Linked DNA regions of Zea mays: region 2 is linked to region 1. A link is a contact called in public Hi-C data. All regions are on one chromosome and are shown on one strand. The core of a region is the stretch at or near the end of the contact, and the rest is flanking DNA. Distances in the headings are between cores, read along the strand shown. Region 1 holds the start of LOC100502270. Region 2 has its middle 16 kb from the start of LOC100282248.

Region 1 (5,523 bases), core at 1,118-3,617:
CATGGGCTACGGTGCCACTGTGTATGGCTGGGATAGGGGTTCAGAGGTTCTCTTGACATGCATGATAATTTTTCTTAATACAATACCTGGGGACTGCCTTACCCCCCACAAACCGAGTTTAATAAACATTCTTTTGTCTAGTATATTGGTTGGACTTTTCATGTTTTAATTTACAAGGTATCGATGCCTTCTATTTCCCATGCATGGATATTCTAAGCATTAATATTTTGTGCATACCTTTGTATCCTATTTCTGCAGGCACTAATGGAGGAACAAACACGCTAGCTCAATCACGAGTCACTTTGCCTTTCCAGCCTCTTGCACTTTGCTTTAACCATGTAAACTATTACGTCGACATGCCTGCAGTAAGTAAATGCATAAACACTTAAAGGCATACATGAATTAGAGAACAGCCTCTATCTAAAATCATAACATCTGATATTCAGATCTTATTTTTCAGGAAATGAAGGAACAAGGATTCACAGAAAGCCGTTTACAACTACTCTCTGATATCAGTGGCACTTTTAGGCCAGGGGTTCTAACAGCACTGGTTGGTGTGAGTGGAGCTGGAAAGACCACTTTAATGGATGTCCTGGCAGGAAGGAAAACTAGTGGAGCTATTGAAGGAGATATTACCCTGTCGGGATACCCCAAAAAACAAGAAACTTTTGCCCGGATTAGTGGTTATTGTGAACAAACTGATATCCATTCTCCAAATGTTACTGTATTTGAATCCATCACCTACTCTGCTTGGTTGCGTCTTTCCTCAGATATTGATGATGGTACAAAAAAGGTACTTAAGGCGACCGGCAAGCTTCTCACTGAATTAAATATACCCTGTTCTATACATATATATTTGAAATTCCAAGCAGCAATTGTTTCTGACCAAGTTGTTTCAACTTAAACCATTTAGATGTTTGTGGAGGAAGTGATGGCCCTTGTAGAGCTTGATGTGTTGCGCGACGCTCTAGTGGGTCTCCCTGGAGTTAGTGGGTTATCAACTGAGCAAAGAAAAAGGCTGACAATTGCTGTGGAGCTGGTAGCAAACCCTTCAATCATCTTCATGGATGAACCAACTTCTGGTCTTGATGCTCGAGCTGCGGCAATTGTCATGCGTACAGTAAGAAATACGGTTAACACTGGGCGTACTGTGGTCTGCACAATCCATCAGCCCAGCATCGACATATTTGAGTCTTTTGATGAGGTCCTCTCTCTCCCTCCCTCAAAAGTCTGCGTGTGCACATCTAGAAACCATTTAATGTTTTAGTTTTTTCCATTGTGATATCCTCACAACTGGTTTGTTTTCCAGCTTCTGCTTTTGAAACGTGGAGGTCAGGTTATTTATGCTGGTGAACTTGGTCGCCACTCTCACAAACTAGTTGAATATTTTGAGGTTCGATCTCTTTTCTTATGTGTTCGGGTTTGGGAATGAGACATTTTTATATGTTTCTCAAGTGAAATGCATAGCTTGCTCACAAACACACACACACACACCAGTTCAGCAAAGACCAAATAAGTCATGAGCTTTATGCAGTCATGCAGGGTTTACCAACAGTGTTCAACAGTGTGCGTTAAACTTTTTTTGATCTCATTTTCCTGCAGGCGATTCCAGGTGTTCCAAAGATCACAGAAGGATATAATCCTGCAACATGGGTGCTGGAAGTTAGTTCTCCTCTATCTGAGGCTCGATTGAACATGAATTTTGCTGAAATTTATGCAAGCTCTGTGCTTTATAGGTAACCAGCCTCAATTTTTCAACAAGACCATTCTTTATCACTGATTTGTTCTATCAATCCTTATTTCACAAGAAAAAAGTGAAAGAGAGTGAAAATGGCATCCTGTGTCATTTTACTTCCCACGTTCATATTATTGTTTGTTTTCGCGAAAGGACCTCTAGCTGAGTTGGTTAGGTGGTCTGAGTAGCACTCAGGTCCTGAGTTCGACTCCACGTGGGAGCGAATCTCAGACTTGGGTTAAAAAAAGTTCACGCCAAAGCACAGGTCTAAGGTCCAGTCTTGGTCGCGGCCATTCTCACATGGGCTACGGTGTCGTTGTGTATGAGTGGGACAGGGGTTCAGAAGTTTTCTGGACTTGCGTAAAAAGGTCTTCATCTTAAATGCAATGTCGTGGTGCGGTCTCCCCCACAGGTCCAGTTTTTTATTATTGTTTGTTTTCTTGGGGAGCATGGTTTCATATTGCTTGTCCATCGTGGAATAAAAAAATTGGTTCCTACCTTCTTAGATTAGATGATTCCTTGGTTTATGCTAGGAATAGAATAGGACAAAAATTGTGAAATGTAGGGGATATAGTTTCATATTATTGACAAATATTCTCCCTTTATAACTATGAGCAGGAAAAATCAAGAGGTTATCAAGGAGTTGAGTATTCCCCGATCAGACAACCAGGACCTGTCATTTCCTACAAAATATTCACAGAATTTCTACGGTCAATGTGCCGCAAACTTTTGGAAGCAATACCGTTCGTACTGGAAGAATCCACCCTACAATGCTATGCGCTATCTGATGACATGTCTCTTTGGCCTTGTATTTGGTACAGTATTTTGGCAAAAAGGAAAGAACATGTATGGGCCTCTAGCTACTTTGATGCTGTATTTGAAAATAAAAGTGTCTGGATGAATTCTACTTTGGTGTTTATGGTGGCAATAATACATTTTTAATTTACTTATGATACACAGAGATTCACAACAAGATTTATATAATCTGCTTGGAGCCACTTACGCTGCTACATTCTTTCTTGGGGCTTCAAATTGCATCACGGTTCAGCCTGTTGTATCGATTGAGCGAGCAGTTTTCTACCGTGAGAAGGCAGCGGGGATGTACTCTCCGTTATCCTATGCATTTGCTCAGGTAACCTTTAACCAAATAGCCCCTTTTATTTACGTCATTAGGACATAACACAATAACGTGGATATGAGCATCTTATCTGTGAGCTATCATCACTAACTAAATCCATGCATCCATTTAAGGGTTCATTTGACATTTGGTTTTGGCAGACATGTGTGGAGGTCATCTACACCATCTTACAGGGGATACTGTACACAGTCATCATATATGCGATGATCGGATATGACTGGAAAGCGGATAAATTCTTCTATTTCCTGTTTTTCATCACTGCAAGCTTCAACTACTTCACATTGTTCGGCATGATGTTGGTAGCATGCACTCCCTCCGCATTGCTCGCGAACATTCTCATCACGTTTGCTCTACCTCTGTGGAACCTCTTTGCTGGATTCCTCATCGTTAGACCGGTGAGCATGCAAGCTACTCTTCTGGGTTCCAAAATTTGAGTGAGACTCTGATCTGATCTGATCTGATGATTCGCAGGCAATACCAATTTGGTGGAGGTGGTACTACTGGGCGAACCCTGTGTCGTGGACCATCTATGGCGTTGTTGCGTCTCAGTTTGGCGAGAACGAAGGTGAGCTTTCAGTTCCCGGTGGGACGCCCGTGGTGGTGAAGCAGTTCTTGAAGGATAATCTCGGCATCCAGCATGACTTACTCGGCTATGTTGTGCTCGTCCATTTCGCCTACGTCATTGTGTTCTTCTTCGTATTCGGTTATTCCATCAAGTTCTTCAACTTCCAGAAACGTTAGCGGGATCATTTGTATGTAATTAATCGGTCGCCGTAAGTTCTAGTTCTAGTTCTAGTTCTAGTCAAAGCAAGTGCTTGTTTTGGGAGGAAGCCTGTATGCAAGTAGCAGTGTATTCCTCTTGTTTCTTCAATGCAAAAATATTAAAAGGAAGATGACGAATGCAAAAGTGACATGTCTTGTTCCTTTTCTTCTTGAGTAATCTGTGAGGCTAAGAGCAGCCGCAGTGTGACGGGGTTCGTTTCACCATCACCTTCTGCTCTCGGAGATTTCTGCTATTATGAAACATGGCACGATCGGCTTCGACGAAATAAAAGCGTAGGAGAGAGTTTCGATCAACATGCAAACGTCGATATAGACTCGATCTCTGCATTAATAGGAGTGTTCGGCAGTGATTAATCTGCTTGGATGTCACGCCGTCAGCTACCTGTTACCTTTGCTGCTTCCTGTGGTAGACGGCGAGCAACGTTCGACAGTGATTAACCAGGAGGTGCCGTGCGTGGATCAGCGTCGAGGACTACGTCGTCAAGGTGCTCACCAACGGCAGGTATGTGCCGATGTACATGACCATTGGCGTCGAGGACTACGTCCGCCTGGCGCTGTCTATTAAGCTCCAAGGAAAGAACGTCATAGGAGTGTGGACATCTTCTTATTCATAATAAATAGTAGATGTTGGAAGCCTTCGGCTTCCGAAGGACCTAAAAACATGATTTAACAATGTTTCTGGAGTAAAGTACATTAACAGGTATCTTCGGACTCGGATCAGAGCCACGGTATGAAGAAGCACAAAGAACACGAAGGTTGGCGCAGAGCCGAAGCTGTGTGTAGAAGAGCTTCGGGATAGCAGCGGAAAAAGAAACCGACTTAAAGATAAAAAACCAGATTTGACCTCGAAGAATTATCATAGAGTTATTGATAAATGTAAAGAGTATTAATGTAATTTTGCATGGGCTGCGACCCGTGCCTATAAATAGGTGAACAGTATTCCCGTACTGTTCACGCTGACTGGGCATTCACTTTTGCGTCACGCCTGTACTCTTCTCCTTCAAACCGAAGGTATACTTGTAATTTATTCTTGTTCAAATAAGTAATAAAAAGAAGAAATAGATTAATAATAATATTTGTAATAATTGTGTCACCTTCTTTATTTTGTTTGAATGTTCTCCATTTTTTATCATGATCATGAAGGTAAGACCTTCATGACCTTCGTCCTAAATTCATTATGTTCGAAAGGAAGTAATGATTTGAAGGACGAAGGGCTTTTTGATATTTAACATTTTGTGTTGCCTTGTTCTTGATTCATAGTATTTGAGAACAAGTCCCCAACATTGGCGCCCACCTCCGGTGAACTCACTTCCATTTTTTGAGTCTTGAACACTTTCGACAAGCATCACCTTCGTCATGCCGCCGAAAAAAGCTTCAGCGACAGGGGCTGGTACTTTACAGCCTCTGGATCCCAATCAGGATGTCCTTTCTCTTAGAGAGGCCCGAAGCCAGAAGAGGAAGGCTGTTAGTCCAACACCTCCGGAGGATGACCTGGATCAGGAGATCCAAAACCTGGAGATCCTTCAGCAACAGGTGCAACGCAAGAAGGAGAAGATGGCTCGTCTAGCTGATCTTCAGAGACAGATAGACGAAGCTTCTGAAAAGGTTCGTCATCTTGTTCAAAATGATCAAAGCCGAAGGCCTCCACGCAGAGAGCTTCATAAGGAAGGCTTCCACAATGAGGATGACTGGTATGAAGATTTCCATCATGGAAACTTTGCTTTTGATGATGCTTCTCCTCTCTCAACAGAATTGCAGGCTACACCATGGCCACAGTCTTACAAGCCACCCCAGCTCCCCATGTATGACGGTCACACAGACCCGAAGCAATTCCTAATGAGCTATGAAGCAACCATATCTTCGTATG
Region 2 (5,523 bases), core at 1,733-4,232, 91 kb after region 1:
ACCATAGAAGAGAAGGGGAGGGGCACGGGAGGGGCCGCGCGCGAGGGTGGGGCAGGGGGGCCACACCAGCTGGCGGGGGCCGCGCCACCGCGCCCTAGGGCCACGCGTAGAGAGAGGGGGGAGGGTATGTCGTGGGGGTGCACGGCCATGGCCGAGCGGCCGACCGCCGCTGACACGCCGCAGATAGAGGAGGGGAGAGGGGGGAGAGAGGTCGTGGGGAGGGGAGGGTGGAGAGGGAGAGGGACTATTGAGATGGGGTTGGGCTACGACACACGGCGAAAAACGAAGAAGAAACACGAAGAACAATGGAGGTAGCTCACCAAAGAAGAAGGCCCTCGCCCGAGCCGAGGAGAAATCCTTTGATTGACGGTGAATCGAAGGTCCGATCGATGAATCGAAAGCACCAAATCAAAGCTCTCGACGATACGAACGCAGCGATACCCTCGGATTCCACCGACGACGCATGGATCAAAAGTAATTGCTCATTTGAGTTGTCGTGGGAGTTGGAATCATCCTGAACTTCGGCGAGCAATTCCGAGAGTTTCAGATCTAGACTAGGGATAGGGTTTCGAAATCCGGAAAGGGCTCGACGAGAGGATTCCAGCCATATATATATTACTAGGGTTTGAAGATATTTTATTTTTCGTAATTATCCCATAAGGCTCAAATCGTTTTTAATATCCAAAAAATATTTTGATGGCTCCAAAAATCTAGGAGAATTGCTAGACATGATTTGGCACCAAATGAACTCAAAAAAGTTATTTAGAACTTTTGGAAAAGTTTTTAAGTACCTCAAATAAATAGATTTTGAATTTCAGAAAATAGGATAATATTTAGAAAATATGAACATTTACGGGAAACTTCTACAAAATATATTAACATGTTCCAAATACCTTTTGCACTTAGAAACATTATGCAACAACATGAATGCAACAACCAGGACACTTCTCGGGCTCATGCCAATATAGAACAAAATACTCTATTGTTTTAAGCAAGGGAAAAAGAAAAGTGAAGAAAGGGAGGATAACACCTGGATTTTGAGTACAGAGCAAAGACATTTTTATACCCCAAAAATTCAGGGTGTTATAGGTAGCTTAGCCAAGACTATGTCCCCATGTTAACATGAGCTGCCACTGTCAACCGCTTCCCCATTTGCCCATATTTCAGGTAAGGTTACTAAGCACTAAACCATAAGATTCAAGACCTAACGGTAATGATCTTTGAACTACGAGAAACGATGGGTAAAAAGATAATAACTCAGTGGCTCTTTTACAAATTTAACGACGCGACTCAGGCGAAAAGGTATCGGTCGATGGGGACTGTCCGATCTAGATCTAAGCACTATGATTTAAAATAGGCGAGCGACTCGGCTTGACTAATGTCGATCGATCGATCATGATCCAACGAACCAGATCGTGTGGCTCAACATGCGTGCGCGGCTCCACAGCCAGCAAGCCAGGGCGAAGGGGTGGACAGCGTGCGGCGGCGCACAGCCATCGGGCTCACCGGAGTTGGCCGGAACGATGCTCTGGGGCTTAACATGCTGGGAGAATAGCTTGGGAGGGAGTTGGGGTGAAGTCAAACACGGTCGAGGGCCTCACCAAGGGGGTTAGGGTAGCAGAGAGGGTCAGCGATGAGTGGTGACGGTGCAATGAACTCCGACGGGGTTGGGGCTACGCGATTGTGCTGGACTAAGGGCCGGGAGAGCTCGGAGAAGACTGAGGAAGCACCAACAAGCTCCCAGAATCACGATGGCGGCCTTGGCACAGACATAGGGACGCTGGGGGGGTTCCTGGCCACGGGCTATGGCGGGTCGGCGGCGACGGTGAGCGTGGATAGAGGCAGCGAGGCTTGGGGAGGGGGCACTGGTGCTTGGAATCGAAGGCGGGGCTTCAGGTATAGATGTATATTTGGGCCGAGCCTAATGGGCTGGCCCGAAGCACGAAAAAAGCACGGCCCAGGCACGGCACGACCCGAAATATTTTAGTGTCGGACCGGCACGACCCAATATATAGGGTCGGGTTTGGGCCGAGGTCGTGGCCCATGGGCAGGCACGAGCACAACCTGTTTAAGGCAGGCACGAAATGGCCCATATAGAGGCACGAAAATGCTCATATATTCATTAAAATCACACTTCATTCCACACTTTTATGTACTTGATAAAGAACGCAAAGCTAGAGATGATGCTAGTTAGATGTTTTTTGAAGCTTTGAATTAGAGTATGTGATGTAATTTTACTTTTGTTATGAACATTAGATAATGAATCGAATTTAAAACTTTGTATATAGTTAATTATACTTTTTTTCCTTCTAACAAAATGATTTTTAAACGAGGTAGTCACTGCGTAGTCCTGTAACTTAATACAGATATTAAGTTTGCTTTTGGTAAAATTTATTTGTCTTATCTTTTATTTGTTTCATTAAATTTGTTTTGATTTTAGGGCTCTAATGTGAATTTTGGGACCTGATGTGAATTCCGGACCAAAAATTGAATTCCGGGCCAAAAATTAAATTTCGGGTCACCCGAAATGAACCTGGCACGTTTAAGAAATTACGTGTCAGGCCGTGGGTCGATCCGGCACAGTCTAAAATTCAAATGGGTCACCCCGACCCAAAATTTAAACGTGTCAGGCCATTTTGGGCTTGGGCCGGGCCAGACGGTCCGAATGTACACCTGTAGCTTCAGGTGATACTTATATAGGCTAGACCAAGGCGAATTGAGCTCCAAATCGTTGGGAATCGGCGAGTGAATCAACTCTGGCCGGTTTCCATAAACGGCGACCACAAAAAGGAAAGAAATACTCGGCGTGGGGAAGGGAAGATCAGTCGAGATCGAGGGGAAAAGGAAGAGCATCACGGTGCACTGCACATCGAGCAAGGATTCAGACAGAGGCGGCTTGACGCGGGCGACAAGCTACATACTCGGGCGTGAGTGTGAGGAAAAAGAAAGGAAATGGCTGACACGCGAGGCCCGGCTGAGAGAGAGAGAGAGAGAGAGGAAGGTGTGGCTCATTGATGGGCCACCTAGGCCAAAAGCAGGCGCGAGCTAGGGGCGAGGAGAATTTTCCTTTTTCTGTGATTTTCCAAATCCTTTTCCTTTTCAAATATAAGGAGATACAAATACACTCTTAAATATTTTCCTTAATCATGAAAACCTTGGAAATAAAAATACTCCTTTGGGGAATAAGACTTTTTAGGGTAGAGCACAAAACTTATTTAAACTATTTTCCATATAAGAGAAAGAATTAATGCACCAAGTAAATTCCTTTTTGGAAATTCTTAATCAAACAAAAAAATGCTCCAAAAGATAAGTGGACCACAAAATTTTTAAATTCTACTTTTAAAAATAACTATCCTCTTCTAAGGTCTCATGCTTAAAACAAATGTTCTAAAGGAAGGAATGGAGGTGTTCACAAACCTCATCTCCGCACCATAAGTCCAATGAGGCTGGGCCACCGGGATGCAACTGGTGAACGCAGGCGTGCCCCGATCATAGGGCCGAAATAGGATCGAATAAGGAAGGATTCAATGAGATGCCCCTAGCGGGTCGAGCGCCCCCATTGGGATCGCTCGCCTAGACCTAACCCTATCGAAGGGTGTCAGATCTCACTTGGATAACCCGTCTGTAACTTGATGATAGAGTTAGGTCTCGGCGAGCGATCCCACTTAGGGTGCTCGACCTGATGGGGCATCTCATTGAGTCCTTCCTTACTCGATCCTGTTCCAGCCCTCTAATCTGCTTGGCCGACCAAAGGGGGCCCATGGCCACCCCATCACAGGGTTTCCGCATGAAAATTTAAGGTATGACCTTCGACGTGGTGCCGAGCAAATGAACTATGAGCCGGTCACCTAGCTTATGACTCGCTGGGAGCTTTCTCGGTCCACCCCTCACTTTGCGCGTTGAGTTGAAGTGCGTTTTGATTTTTACCTGATTGGCGCGGTGTAATTGTCATGGGCTCATGGCGGCGCAGTAAAATATGGGGTCATCATTACGCCGCTTAGCGTGGGCGACCCGATGGGACATGGAATGGCTCGTTCGCCGTATCACACGTAGTTGGCGTGATTGGGTGGTTAACCTCCCAGCCCGTTACTAGAGCCCTTCCCACCACGTGCTCTCTTGGCGCTCCTTCCGAGGAGGTTGGCTTCCTGCAAAAAAACATAGTCTTTCGCCCGGTTTTCAAGGCGACGTTAACGGAGCGACGAATCTTTGTGAGTGGTTTGTGTGGGCCCACCTTACAAGCACTGCCTGGGTTTCCTTCTCCTGCACATAAAACAACGCGGAATGATGCCTAGGTTCGGTGATGCTTAGCGTCATCTCGTGCCCAAGCGTTTTCTTCTGCCTTCCTTTGAAGCCTTCTTGTCTTCCTTCTTCGCCCTCGCCGCCTGATGTTCCCATGGACTCCTTTCCCGCATGCTCCCTTACTCATAACCGACTCAAAGATCCAAAGAGGAAAGGGTTCCTCTCCCCAAGGCAGTTTTTGGGTGGCGACTTGAGGAAGGAGGCGGCACTCCAGCGCCACGGGATGACGAGGTGGTTGTTCTTGCCTCTTTTTATGAGTATGGATTTGTGTTTCCCCCGCATCCATTCGTTCGGGGGATTTTGTTCTACTATGGGCTAGAGTTGCAAAATATCCACTCGAACACTATCCTTCGCATAGCGTGCTTTGTCACGCTGTGCGAGGCCTACCTAAGCATGGCCGCACACTAGAAGCTCTGGAAGCACCTGTTCAGCATGCGAGTGAGCCCAGGTCGGGGCGAACAGTCGTTCGTCAGCTCCTTCAATGTCCAACACTGTGGATCACGTATGGCATCGTACCTGTCTATTCCCCTTCCTTCTTCGGTGCGTGGCTAGAGGGGGGCTGGTTCTACATTCGGAACCTGGAGGGGGGGCGCCTGTGTTCATCAGTTGCATTGCATCCCGATGACCCAGCCTCATTGAACTTATGGTGTGGAGAAGAGGTTCAGGCCAATGATTGACTACATGCTTGCCGCTACCGCCAACAATGTGAGAGGTTAGTCCGCACCTTCATGCAGCACCGCCTTCAGCAACTAGTGGCCCGCCAGAGGACAATGTAGCAGTTCATCGACGAGGTCGACTCTAATCACCACTCTGCCGTGAACCTGACGAAGGATGTGGTGGTGGGCCGTGTCCTTGCTGTCACATAAAATTTCATGGACGAAAGCGGTCCCCTGCCATTCAACCAGGCAAGGTTGAGTGACCTGGAGAGTCTTCTCCTCTCCCTCTTTTGGCTTTGTGGGATTTCATTATCATGCACCTTTGCAGGGGCTTGGGAACTGAAGACGCTGGTATTAAGGTGTAGAAGAAGCGAAAGCCGGACATAGAGGAAGCAGTGGCGACGGCGCACAAGAAGCCTCCATAAGAGAAAAGACGAGAAGAAGCAGGCTCATGTTTCTCACGCCAAGCCGGGGGAGAGCATCACCCCGTCCACAAATACATAGGAAAAATGATAAGTAGAATTGATTGGATCGATTGTGGGGTTTTAATCGACCCTAACCCTTCCTC

The links. Hi-C and Micro-C count contacts between places; a contact is called where the count stands out from the background.
Region 2: a Hi-C map of ear shows a contact between it and region 1, with 1.6 times the contacts expected there. The contact joins the enhancer-like site here to the promoter of LOC100502270 in region 1. A contact is called at or near these places in 3 of 25 Hi-C or Micro-C datasets (ear, endosperm and leaf).

Annotation. Positions count from the first base shown.
Region 1 is chr1:307,580,259-307,585,781 of Zm-B73-REFERENCE-NAM-5.0, forward strand. It overlaps LOC100502270, which reads left to right and starts at 2,368. Exons shown (of 3, transcript NM_001349037.1): 1 at 2,368-2,581; 2 at 2,696-2,867; 3 at 3,014-3,776. The coding sequence starts at 2,511. The coding sequence ends at 3,307.
Region 2 is chr1:307,670,614-307,676,136 of Zm-B73-REFERENCE-NAM-5.0, forward strand. No RefSeq gene overlaps it. Among protein-coding and RNA genes, the nearest start is that of LOC100282248, 16 kb to the right of the region's middle. Within about 2 kb of position 2,983, at least 16 of the 20 cell types and tissues checked have an H3K27ac peak or open chromatin away from gene starts, as enhancers often do. A contact at or near this core is called in ear and leaf, where this site is marked.